2 separate regions of the Mus musculus genome follow, and region 2 is linked to region 1. A link is a contact called in public HiChIP or PLAC-seq data. All regions are on one chromosome and are shown on one strand. Each heading gives the region's core, a stretch centred on a gene start, on an enhancer-like site or on the middle of the called end of the contact. The rest is flanking DNA. Distances are from core to core; before and after follow the strand shown.

Region 1 (5,244 bases), core at 716-3,215:
GTGCTGTAGGAACTGGGGGGGGGCTCCCCAGAAAGATGTAGGTAGACTGCAGTAATAGTCTAAGGGGGCCTGTTTTAGGACTCAGGCAATAGGCAGTTGTGAGTGAATGTAGGAAGTCCATCACCCCGGGGCCTGGTGAACTCAGTCAGAGCCCCGAGGCTCCACTTACAGTGGCTGTGATCACTGGGACTATCTATGTCAAGAAGACACTGGTAATTAAGGTACACAGGGCAGATGATGCATGGCTTATCGGCCAGAGTAATGACTGTTAGAGCTGCCACTAGATAGAGGTGACAGCATGACTGAGCTGGGTAAAGTGGTGCGCATCTGCCATCTCAGCCCTTAGGAAGCCAAAGCAGGACCGTCACAAGTTCAAGGCCAGCCTCGGCTGACCACAAGAGTGGTCACATTGTCTCACAGGGCCTCAGGGAAGGTTGGCACATATAACAGCCCCAAAGCTCTGAGTCTGTGGAACATATCCTGCCAGCAAGGAGGTGTCCCCTGGAACATGGAAACTGTCGATCTGCTGTCCTTGAAGCAAACAGTCACTATGCCACATTAACCATGGTCCCACAAGGACACAGTTACTCTGTCACCACCACAGACACTATGGCAGAGCCAGCCATCACTGTCATCATGTCACAACTGCACTCTGTGGAGTACAGATACAGCCATGCTGTTACAGCTCTGTGACAGACACCAACATAGTCACCCTGGGACAGTTACAGAAGCCCAGAAGCACAATGCCACTGTCACAATCACTGTCTTCATAGCAGAGTTAGGCAGAGCCCCAAGTACAGGCAGCCCCAGCCTGTCACACACAACTGAAGACCCCTCCCTGAGGCTACCATGGCAGGAATCCCAGCTACTCTACACACCTTCATCTGTCACTTCAGAAAGGTGGGAATTCTTCTTTGATGGGACCTCACATGCCCTTGGCACAGGTCCATGGGGCACCTTGGGGTGCCATGAAGCCCTAACTGCCTGGCTAGGGCTTGTTCCAAGTCATAATACAGCCTGGACTAACACCAGCTACTGTAGGGCTGCCCTGATCCAATTCTCCACCCACTAGCGTCTAGTGTGCTACCCCATGGGAAGTATCCAGCGTGGTTCTTCAGTCACCCCTTATCGAATGTTCCCTAGGACACCCCACAATTAGTCCAGCCTCAGTCAGTCTCTCCAAGAGGTACTCCCATTCCAGCAGCTGCTCTGTACCATTACTGGCTAAGCTTGTAGAGAGCCCTAAAACAGCATGGATCCCCCCGACCCTCAACTTTACCCTGGGTATCCCATAAGTTAAAGGGCTTCTGGTGCAGTGGCGCCCCCTCTCTCCACCCACGCGGGTCACGCTGGCCCCCCCATCCGCCCCACAGCGCCCCCTTTGGCCAGCATTGCGCGTGGCGCCCCTCGAGCGCTTGTGCGCTCCGCTCGCCGGGGGAGTCTCACCGCCTACTGCTGCCTCCGCCGGTACCGGTGCCGTGGAAGGACGAGGGCCAGGACATGCGGGTAGTCCGCAGGCCTGGCCGGTCGCCAGTGTCCACGGCGTCGGCGCGCTCTATGGGCCGGTGCGGCGAGCGCTCTGGCTCTGAGCGCTCGGCACTGTCCGAGTAGCCGCGCTGCTGGATGCGGATCGGGGTCCTCGGCTGCCGCCACAGGTGCTGGGGGGGCGGCTTCAGGGTGGCCTGGCCCTCTCGGGGCCCGGGAAGAGAGAGAGACAGGCTCCTCTCCGAGGGGGCGGCCGGAGGCTCCATGGCTCCCGCTCTGTCTTGTGGGGTGCCCGGGGGCAAAAACGTCCCCTGGCCTGTCCGAGCTCAGTGGCGCCACGGCCGAGGTGCTTGGGGACCCACGGGAGCTCCTGGCCTCAGTGGGGCCATGGCGCCCAAGGACGGAGAACGCGGACGGCGGCGGCGCCGGTGTCCTCCTGGCGCTTGGAGCCCGCTGCGCTCTCGGAACCCGGCGCCAGCCGCGACTCCCCGCCCCGGCCCGCCCCTCCCTGCCCCCCCACCCGCCCGCCCGCCTGGCGACTGTCACAGCGCCACCCCCTCCTCCTCCAAGGAGAGGAGGGTGGCGGTCCTCCACACCCACGCACAACCCATTCCCGCCGGGGAGGGGGCGCCAACGCGCGCCAATCTCCAAGAGCCCTTTGGAGCAGCAAACAACGCACAGGGACCGAAGAGTTAAAGGGTTAATGGCATCGGGACGAAGACATCCGACTGGTTGGCGGGGTGTCACTCAGCCGCATCCATCAAGGCTAGGGCGGAGTCAGGGGCTGTCGTATCCTCGTTTTTAGAACCCCTGTCACCCTTTATCCCAGGTCCCCTTTTGCGGGAGTGGTCCTCGTGCCACCAGGACGCGGTGTCTGCAAGCTAACAGTATTGCACGCAGGACCAATGACAGCGTGTGGCTCCTCCACCGCCTGGCGGGATGTGAGCGCACGTGGCCCCTTCCGAGGGTTGTCTATGTTTTCGATGACGCCTGGAAGTGTGTGCGCGCACGTGGTGACTGCTCCCGCTGCTGCTGTCGGGGGGGTGTAAGAAGGCGCGCGCACGTGTACGACCCGTCGGGAGGGCGGAGCGTCCCGTGGGGTCTGTTCCGGTGGCCCAGGACTGTGCACACCTTCCCACGCACTCCGGCGCTGTATTGTCATTATAATGGGAGGATGCTGGTGCGAGTTGTGCACGTGATTCTTCCTCAGTTGTCTGTGACTGAGGACGCATGTTGGTGTATGGTCGGCCTGGAGGCATCTGGAGGTATGGGAGTGTGTCCCTTTGGGTCCCCCTGTGACTAATATATAGGTATCGCTACCTCTTATCTTTCAGAATTTTTAAATTACATTATTTGTGTGTGTGTGTGTGTGTGTGTGTGTGTGTGTGTGTGTGTATGGGAACTCGAGTCTCCCACTTCATCATCCAAATGCTACATATCTCAACTACTGCAGCAAGATTTGGTCCAGCTGTGCACCCTCAGTCCTTGCGAATACCCATTAGATGCCGAGGATAGGAGAGGACAGAGGACATTCTGCAGAAGTCAGTTCTCTCCTAACGATTCCCTAGTGGGCCTTGGGAATCGAATTCAAATAGGCAAGCTTGGAGGCAAACGCCCTTACCCACTGAGAATCCCGCTGGCCCAATCGCCGCCCCCTCTTCTTTTAATTTTTAAAGACTTTAAGCTGTTCTTCGAAAGGTAAACTGAGGCAGGTGGGAGGGGTAGCTGGGATAGGAGAGCATTGGAGGGTGAAACCCACCCCTGACGTTTTCAGGCGAGTAAACAATCGGAGCCTTTTCCCCGCGTCCCCCGCCCTCAGAACCCCCCTTCCGGCACCTAAATCCGGAGTTGCCGTGACTCACGCTCCCGCCTCCCTCAGCGCCGTGCCGAGCGAACGAGCAAAGAGCGAGTGGGAATCCGAGCGAGTCGCCATCCCTCCTCCCGGCTCTGGCTGAGCCCCGATGGCTGCTGGGCTGGGGGGTGGAGTGCTGTGTGCCCTCCCGTTTCTCACTTCCCTCCCAGGCTAGATCGCTGCTCAGGTGCTGCAATGTCCCTTGGCCCAAGCCCTCGCCCCCTACATCACCTCTCCTGGTCGTCTAGGGGGACAAGCCTTGTATTCTTGCCCCCACCCCCGTTCTTATTAACACACAGGCAATTGAACCTTTCCCAATTTCCAACTTCCTCAACCGCTTTTCTCTAGCAGGAGGGGACTCCTAGCGTGGGTGAAGGAGCGCGGCATAAGAACTGGCCCCCCACCAACAGCCCCAGGTGTTCCCCAAAGCCAGAACTGTATCTGTTCCCCTACTTTTCTCAGGAACCTTCCCCCAAGCATTTGCAAGTGTCACGTTGCCCAGCTGTTACCTTGTAACCATGGGCCACAGCTCTGGACGAGGGTCATAGGGCGGTGACCTGGAGGTGTGGACTGGGCAAGGGCTAGGCTACAGGTATTTGAAGGCTCAAGGACTGAGGTGAATCAAGCTGGACTTGAACTAAATAGAGGCTGGAGTGTGGGAGGGGGGACTTTACTCTCATCTGGAAATAAGTATCATGGCTTGGGCTGGTGAGATGGCTCAGTGGGTTAGAGCACCCGACTGCTCTTCCGAAGGTCCAGAGTTCAAATCCCAGCAACCACATGGTGGCTCACAACCATCCATAACAAGATCTGACCCCCTCTTCTGGAGTGTCTGAAGACAGCTACAATGTACTTACATATAACAAATAAATAAATAAATCTTTAAAAAAATATATCATGGCTTAAGCAGAGACCCTAGAACCCTCCAAAGGAGTGGGTGGGGTTGGGGATAGGAGAGATTGTCATTACAAAGATGGGACCTGGGAAGTGAGCCTGGGCAGGGGTGGGCTGGTAGTCAGAGCCAGCTCAGCTCTTTGGCTCTCTAACTGAGAGCTTGCCAAGATGTGGGGGCAGGGCTAGGATGCCCTGGGAGGATTCAGATGAGGAATAGCTAGAAAGCACAAGTAGTGGGCTGGTGCGATGGCTCAGCCGGTAAAGGTGCTTGCTGCCATGCCTGACCACTTGAGGCAGATCCTCAGACCCCACATGGTAGAAAGAAAACTGAATCTTAAAATTTGTCCTTTGACCAAAACACAGACACACAATAAATAATGAGGAAAACAAACAAACAAACAAAAATAACAAATAACATATAATGAATAACAAAATAAAAATTGTTAAAGAAAAAAAGAGCAGATAGGGCTTGGCCTTGTTTTCAAACACCCCAAGCCTTGATGCTACTACAATCCTGGTTAGCTGAGGGGTCAAGAATATTACCAGCAGGGAAACTGAGGCAGCTGTACCACATGCGGGTCCAAGGCCAGCCCTCCACCCTGTGAATTTTGTGGGCATCCTGAAGGCTCTGGAGGACTAGGAAGCTACACTTTCAAAAGGCTGGGCGCCCTGGAGGGACTCTTGGTAGCTTGATTCTTCCATGCTTACCTCCCAGTCTAATCGCCCTCCTGCCCGGCCTGGACCAGGGCTTGATGAGAGATGGTGGTGCAGGTTGGCACCAAGCATATTGGCACCGCAGGACTCTGGAGTCTCTCGGGGCCTCTGTGGGGGGGACATGGGTGGAATTGGGGCTTGTCTTACAGATCTAATTGCCAGGAGGAGTACAGCTACTTAGGTACCCCAGAGAGCAGCTAATGGGCACATACAGACCTCTCATTTTTGAGCCTCCCATGGAGGCTGCCCTCCCACACTTAGGTGAGGAAGAGTCCCTTTAAGCCATAGTAATTTGTAGT
Region 2 (5,244 bases), core at 1,362-3,861, 970 kb before region 1:
GTTCAGGGAGAGGCACACAGGAAGTGGGGGGGGGGGAGGTGGTTAGGGGATGGGGAATGAGGGGTAGGAGGGGTGGGGGAGCTCACACATTAGCTCAAAGCTACATGACATCATTGAGACATCAGATGAAGATTTCCCTCTGTGTGTGTGTGTGTGTGTGTGTGTGTGTGTGTGTGTGTGTGGTGTGCACCTACCCTCTTCTACTTCAGGATTTAAAATTTTTAATATTTATGTGCATGATATATGTGTGGGCTCACATGGATGCTATGGAAAGACTGTGGAGGTCAGCCAGGCACAGTGGCCTCTACTCCCAGCACTCTAGACGCAGAGGCAGACATAGCTCTGTGAGTTCAAGGGCAGCCTGATCTACCTATCCAATTCCAGAACAGCTAGAGCTACACAGCGAGACACTGTCTTAAAAAAACAAAACAGGGGGCTGGAGAGATGGCTCAGTGGTTAAGAGCATTGACTGCTCTTCCGAAGGTCCTGAGTTCGAATCTCAGCAACCACATGGTGGCTCACAACCATCCTTAACAAGTGTCTGAAGACAGTTACAGTGTACTTACATTAAATAAATAAATAAATCTTTAAAAACAAAGCAAAACAAACAAACAAACCAAAACTGTAGCGATCAGAAGAGAACTTTGTGCAGATGTTTCTCTCCCTCCGCTTTGACATGGGCTCCAGGGACAATCTCAGGCTCCCCTGCAAAGGTCTTCCCAATCCTCTCTGCTTCCATGGCGTTGTGTGATTGTGTAGTGATTGTGAACATGTGTGTGTGTGTGTGTGTGTGTGTGCATGCATGCACGCATGTGCGCACTGTGTGTGTGTGTGTGTGTGTGCGTGCATGCATGCACGCATGTGCGCACTGTGTGCGTGTGTGTGTGTGTGTGTGTGTGTGCGCGTGCATGCACGCATGTGCGCACTGTGTGTGTGTGTGTGCGCGTGAGTTTCCTAAGGCTTGCTTACAGGAGCATGGGAATCTCACCACTGAAGAAACTGCCTCTCCATCCTTCGGTACCTGTTAACTACCGGCAGGTCTCTAGGAGTGTGTAGATTTATTTATTCTTTTCACTTGTGCAGGTGCCTGTGTGAGTCTATATGCACACAAGTGCAGGTGCCTTCGGAGGCCTGCAGAGGCATCAGTTGACCTGGAGCTGAAGTTACAGGCAGTTGTGAGCCTCCCCGCATGTGTCCTGGGAACCAAACCTGGTCCTCTGCAAGAGCAGTGTACAGTTATGAGTGCACTGGGCTATGTGAGAGATAACCACTGGAGCAGTGTACAGTTATGAGTGCACTGGGCATGTGAAAGATAGCAACCCCTGGGATTATGTTCTTTTTCTCAGGAATTCATTTTTTGGGGAAGTGTATTTTTTAGACAGGATCTCACACTTTAGCCCAGGCTGACCCAGTCCTCCCTATTTAGCCCAGTTGTCTCAAACTCACTCCAATCCTCCTGCCATTAACAGACATGATCTACCACACCAGGACTCTTTAAATCTTTATTACATTTATTTACTTACTTATTATTGGTAGGGCAACAACCCGGATGTGGAGGTCAGAGGACAACTTTTGGGAGCCGGTGCTCTCCTTCCGGAAACCTGATGGAACTCAGGCTCTCAAGTCTTGCCAGAAAGTGCCGCTCTGAGCCATCTCGAAGGCCCATCGCCAGACTTTATTCTTTGGGATTCCTTTGTTGTTCTGTTTAGGTTTTGTTTTGGTTTTAGAGACAGGGTTTCTCTGTGTAGCTGTGGATATCCTGGAACTTGCTATATAGATCAGGCCGCCTTTTAACTCAGAGATCTGCTTCCGCCTCTCGAGTGATGGGATTAAAGAAGTGAGTCCCATTCTGGCCCAGCTTTATTTTGTGGAATTCTAAGGACAACCTATTTATTTATGAATGAGACAGTCTCAGGTCTTGAACTTGCTATGGAGCTGAGATTTATCATGAACTCTTGACCCTCTGACCTCCACGGCCCAGGGTTACACTGCGCACCTGGTGTATACCGGCCTGCGTCTGTGACCTAGGGCTTCGTACGTGTTGGCACGCACTCTACCAACTGAGTCACACCCCAGCCTCCCTGCAAACCGGCAAAATTTCTTGTTTGAAATAACAGGAAAGACCTGCAGTGTGCGGAAGAGGATGGCTTTGCTCCGCCCCTCTGGGTCCCTCTCTGCCTAAATTCCTTCTCTCCCGATCAATCTTGAAGGCCTGTTTTACAGGTGGCTGTTATCTGGCACAGATAGCTCAGTCAAATCCCCTCCTCCGCCCCCCCGCGCGCCCCAAACCCACTGCTGGGATGGAACCCGAGCCGCTCTGGGGCCAAGCAAGCCCTCCACCGCTGACCTGCCACCAGCCTGGTATCTTCTCACCCATTTTAAAGACCGGGAGACCGAGCCTGGCTCAGTCCGGGGCTGGACCTCCCCTGCGCGGCCACCAGAGGCTGTGAGCACCCCAAAAGTCGAAGGCAGGTGGTATTGAAATCAGGTCCCGGGTCTCCCTTAACTCCTGGGACTCTGAACCTTGGAGGCGAGGCGCCAGGTAATGGCTGAGGCAGGATTGGGGCGGGGAAACCGAGGCACCCGCCCTCTGCAACTCTGGACTCTGTAGGGCAGGCAGGGAGCCGTGGGCGAAGGCTGGCCCGCGCCGCCTCTTCCCAACTCGTGCAGCCCGGAGCGACCCGCCGCGAATCCGCAGCTCAGTTGGGTAGCACAGCTTGTCCTGGACCCACCGCCAAGGTGAGACTCGCCCGCCAGGCCCTTGCTCTGCCTCCCACGGGGGAGGGGGTCTCTGTCTGTTGGGGCCACCCCACTTCCTTCCTGTTCGCCTCTACTGAGAGGTGCGAGTGGGGAATGCAAGGCAAACTCTTCGCTGGGTGACCTGGGGTGAGTCGCTGACCCTCTCTGAGCCTTTATGCAAAGCACGGAACGAGAGATTCCAGAATCCGAGCTTGCAGGGACCGGAGGGGTTGGTGGTGAGTGTTCAAGGAAGGAGTCTGGAAAGATTGGGCGGCTTGTGAAGTTAAGGAGGGAGGGGAGGAGGTGGGAAGCTGGCCACACCCACCACAGCGCTGGGCTCTGCGGTCGAAACAGCCTGCAGCTGACTGCTGTAGGTGCCAAGGTCAAAAGGCTACAGCCAGCCACGTGGTGTGTGCCTTCTGGAAGTTCCTTAGGCTGGAAACCGGGTGTGGGAAAGGCCATGGAAGAGTGTGGACAGAACTTCCTGGAAAAGGCAGTTATTGCTGCTGTTTATGATGGCGAGGGGGAACTCGGAGACAGTCCCACACTTAGATGACTCCAGATACACAATTTGCACTAGGACTTACAAAACACAGAGGAGACAGGGGGCTGTTACATGGGCGCCACAGAGGAATTATTTAGGCCTGTAATTCCAACACTTGGAAGTGGCTCATCTTTGGCTACCCAGGGAGGAAGTTAGGGATAGCCTGGGCTTCTTGAGACACTGTCTCAAAACAAAAACAAAAAAAAAAAAATAATTGGAGTGTATGTCACAGGCAAGCCACTGAGGTTCCCATGCTAGAGTCGAGACACCCACCCAGAAAAAGTGACAGCGAGTTACAGACAGCCAAGGGTGTGAAAACACAGACGTTCAGCCTAGAACAGCCTCAGTGCAGTGAACAGTCAAACTCGGGACCTACAGATGCCCAGTACACATTACCATCAGACCCTGGCTGACTGTGCTGGCTTCGAGAAACTTTTCACGGCTCAGTCTGGCCTGGGTGCCCCCGCCCCAGCCCCATTTCCAGTTCTGGGGAAGTCCAGTGCTCACATGACCCAAGGGGAGGGCTTCTGGACAATCCTCGGAGAAAATGCATCATCTTTCCCAATGATGCACTTCTGCCCCAGAGAATAAAGACTCGGTGATCACCGCTTTTGGTCCAGGAGCTTAACTGCCTCTTGCAGCCTCTCTGACCACCTGTGCTTCCTCCAGGGTAAGTGTCAGAGGAGCGAGGTGGAAGAGGCCTGTGGGGGCCACCTTCCCAGCTCCTCAGCTCCTTGCAGGCCCAATTGCTACTGGTGTGTCTGTGGAACTGACGGCTGTAGATGGCTAGGGTGTGTGTGTGTGTGTGTGTGTGTGTGTGTGTGTGTCTTAAGACCGGTCTTATGTCTTTATCTCAGACTTTCTGTTTCCATTTTTCAAACTTCCCAATGTAGCTGAGGCTGGCCTTGAACTTCTGGTCCAGTTGCTCCACCTCCATGGTAGTGCCTGAGTTTATAGGCATGCACCGTGAGACCAGGCTCAGCGGGCTAGTCTTTCTTTGCTTGGACCAGGGTCTCGCTCTCTGTCCTCACCAGAGACTCTGAACTCCCTCTCTTCCTCACAGATGGATTCATGGGTGGTGCTGCTGGGCCTACAAATCATATGGCTCCCACTCCTGACCCACGGTACAGCCCCCACTCCCACCCTGAGATTTGTGGCTGTGGGCGACTGGGGAGGGGTCCCCAATGCCCCATTCCACACAGCCCGGGAAATGGCCAATGCCAAAGAGATCGCCAGAACCGTGCAGACGATGGGCGCTGACTTCATCATGTCTCTGGGGGACAATTTCTACTTCACTGGAGTGCACGATGCCAGCGACAAGAGGTTCCAGGTATGTGCTCAACAGCAGGGTCAGAGGTGACAGCGGTGAGGTCACTTCACACTGGGACCTTCCTCTGGGGAGAGCAGAAGGCAGAAGGATGCCTTTGGGTACCTCGGGCTTCCATTGGTTCCCTTGCCCTTGATTTCTGATTCGGTGGAAGCTGCAGAGTGGCTGTTGACTCCAGAGGAGGGATGCCCTTACTGTCTGCCACAGGAGACCTTTGAGGACGTGTTCTCTGACCGTGCCCTTCGCAACATCCCCTGGTATGTGCTGGCTGGAAACCATGATCACCTTGGCAACGTCTCTGCACAGATTGCATACTCTAAGATCTCCAAGCGCTGGTGAGCCTTCCCTCTTTCCCTGAAGAGACTGTCACTCAGAGACAAAGAGTTCCTTTGGCTTTTGGTTTGTGTGTGTCTGTGTGTATGTCTCTGTGTGTGTGTGTGTCTGTGTGTGTGTGTGTGTTTTATTTATTGGGGGCACAGCCCATGTGTGCAGGCCAGAGGACAGATTATGGGATCAGTTTTCTCCTCCTGTGTAGCTGCAGGGATGGAGTTTAGGTCATCAGGCAGCGGGCGCTTTTCTCACTGGACCATGGCACTGCCCTCAGAAGGTCTGGGTTTGGTTTTGTTAAAACAGG

Evidence for each region. HiChIP or PLAC-seq counts read pairs in DNA pulled down with a chosen protein or histone mark.
Region 2: an H3K27ac HiChIP or PLAC-seq map of thymic regulatory T cells shows a contact between it and region 1, with 6 times the contacts expected there. The contact joins the promoter of Acp5 here to the promoter of Pde4a in region 1. A contact is called at or near these places in 1 of 39 promoter capture datasets (liver) and 2 of 115 datasets of contacts at active chromatin or transcription factors (microglia and thymic regulatory T cells).

What each region holds. Positions count from the first base shown.
Region 1 is chr9:21,162,435-21,167,678 of GRCm38.p6, reverse strand. It overlaps Pde4a (phosphodiesterase 4A, cAMP specific), which reads right to left and starts at 1,965. Exons shown (of 15, transcript NM_183408.3): 1 at 1,447-1,965. The coding sequence starts at 1,751. Gm36118 (a long non-coding RNA gene) reads left to right here and starts at 2,011. Exons shown (of 3, transcript XR_870565.1): 1 at 2,011-2,750.
Region 2 is chr9:22,129,232-22,134,475 of GRCm38.p6, reverse strand. Acp5 (acid phosphatase 5, tartrate resistant) reads left to right here and starts at 2,611. Exons shown (of 5, transcript NM_001102404.1): 1 at 2,611-2,739; 2 at 4,347-4,613; 3 at 4,818-4,945. The coding sequence starts at 4,347.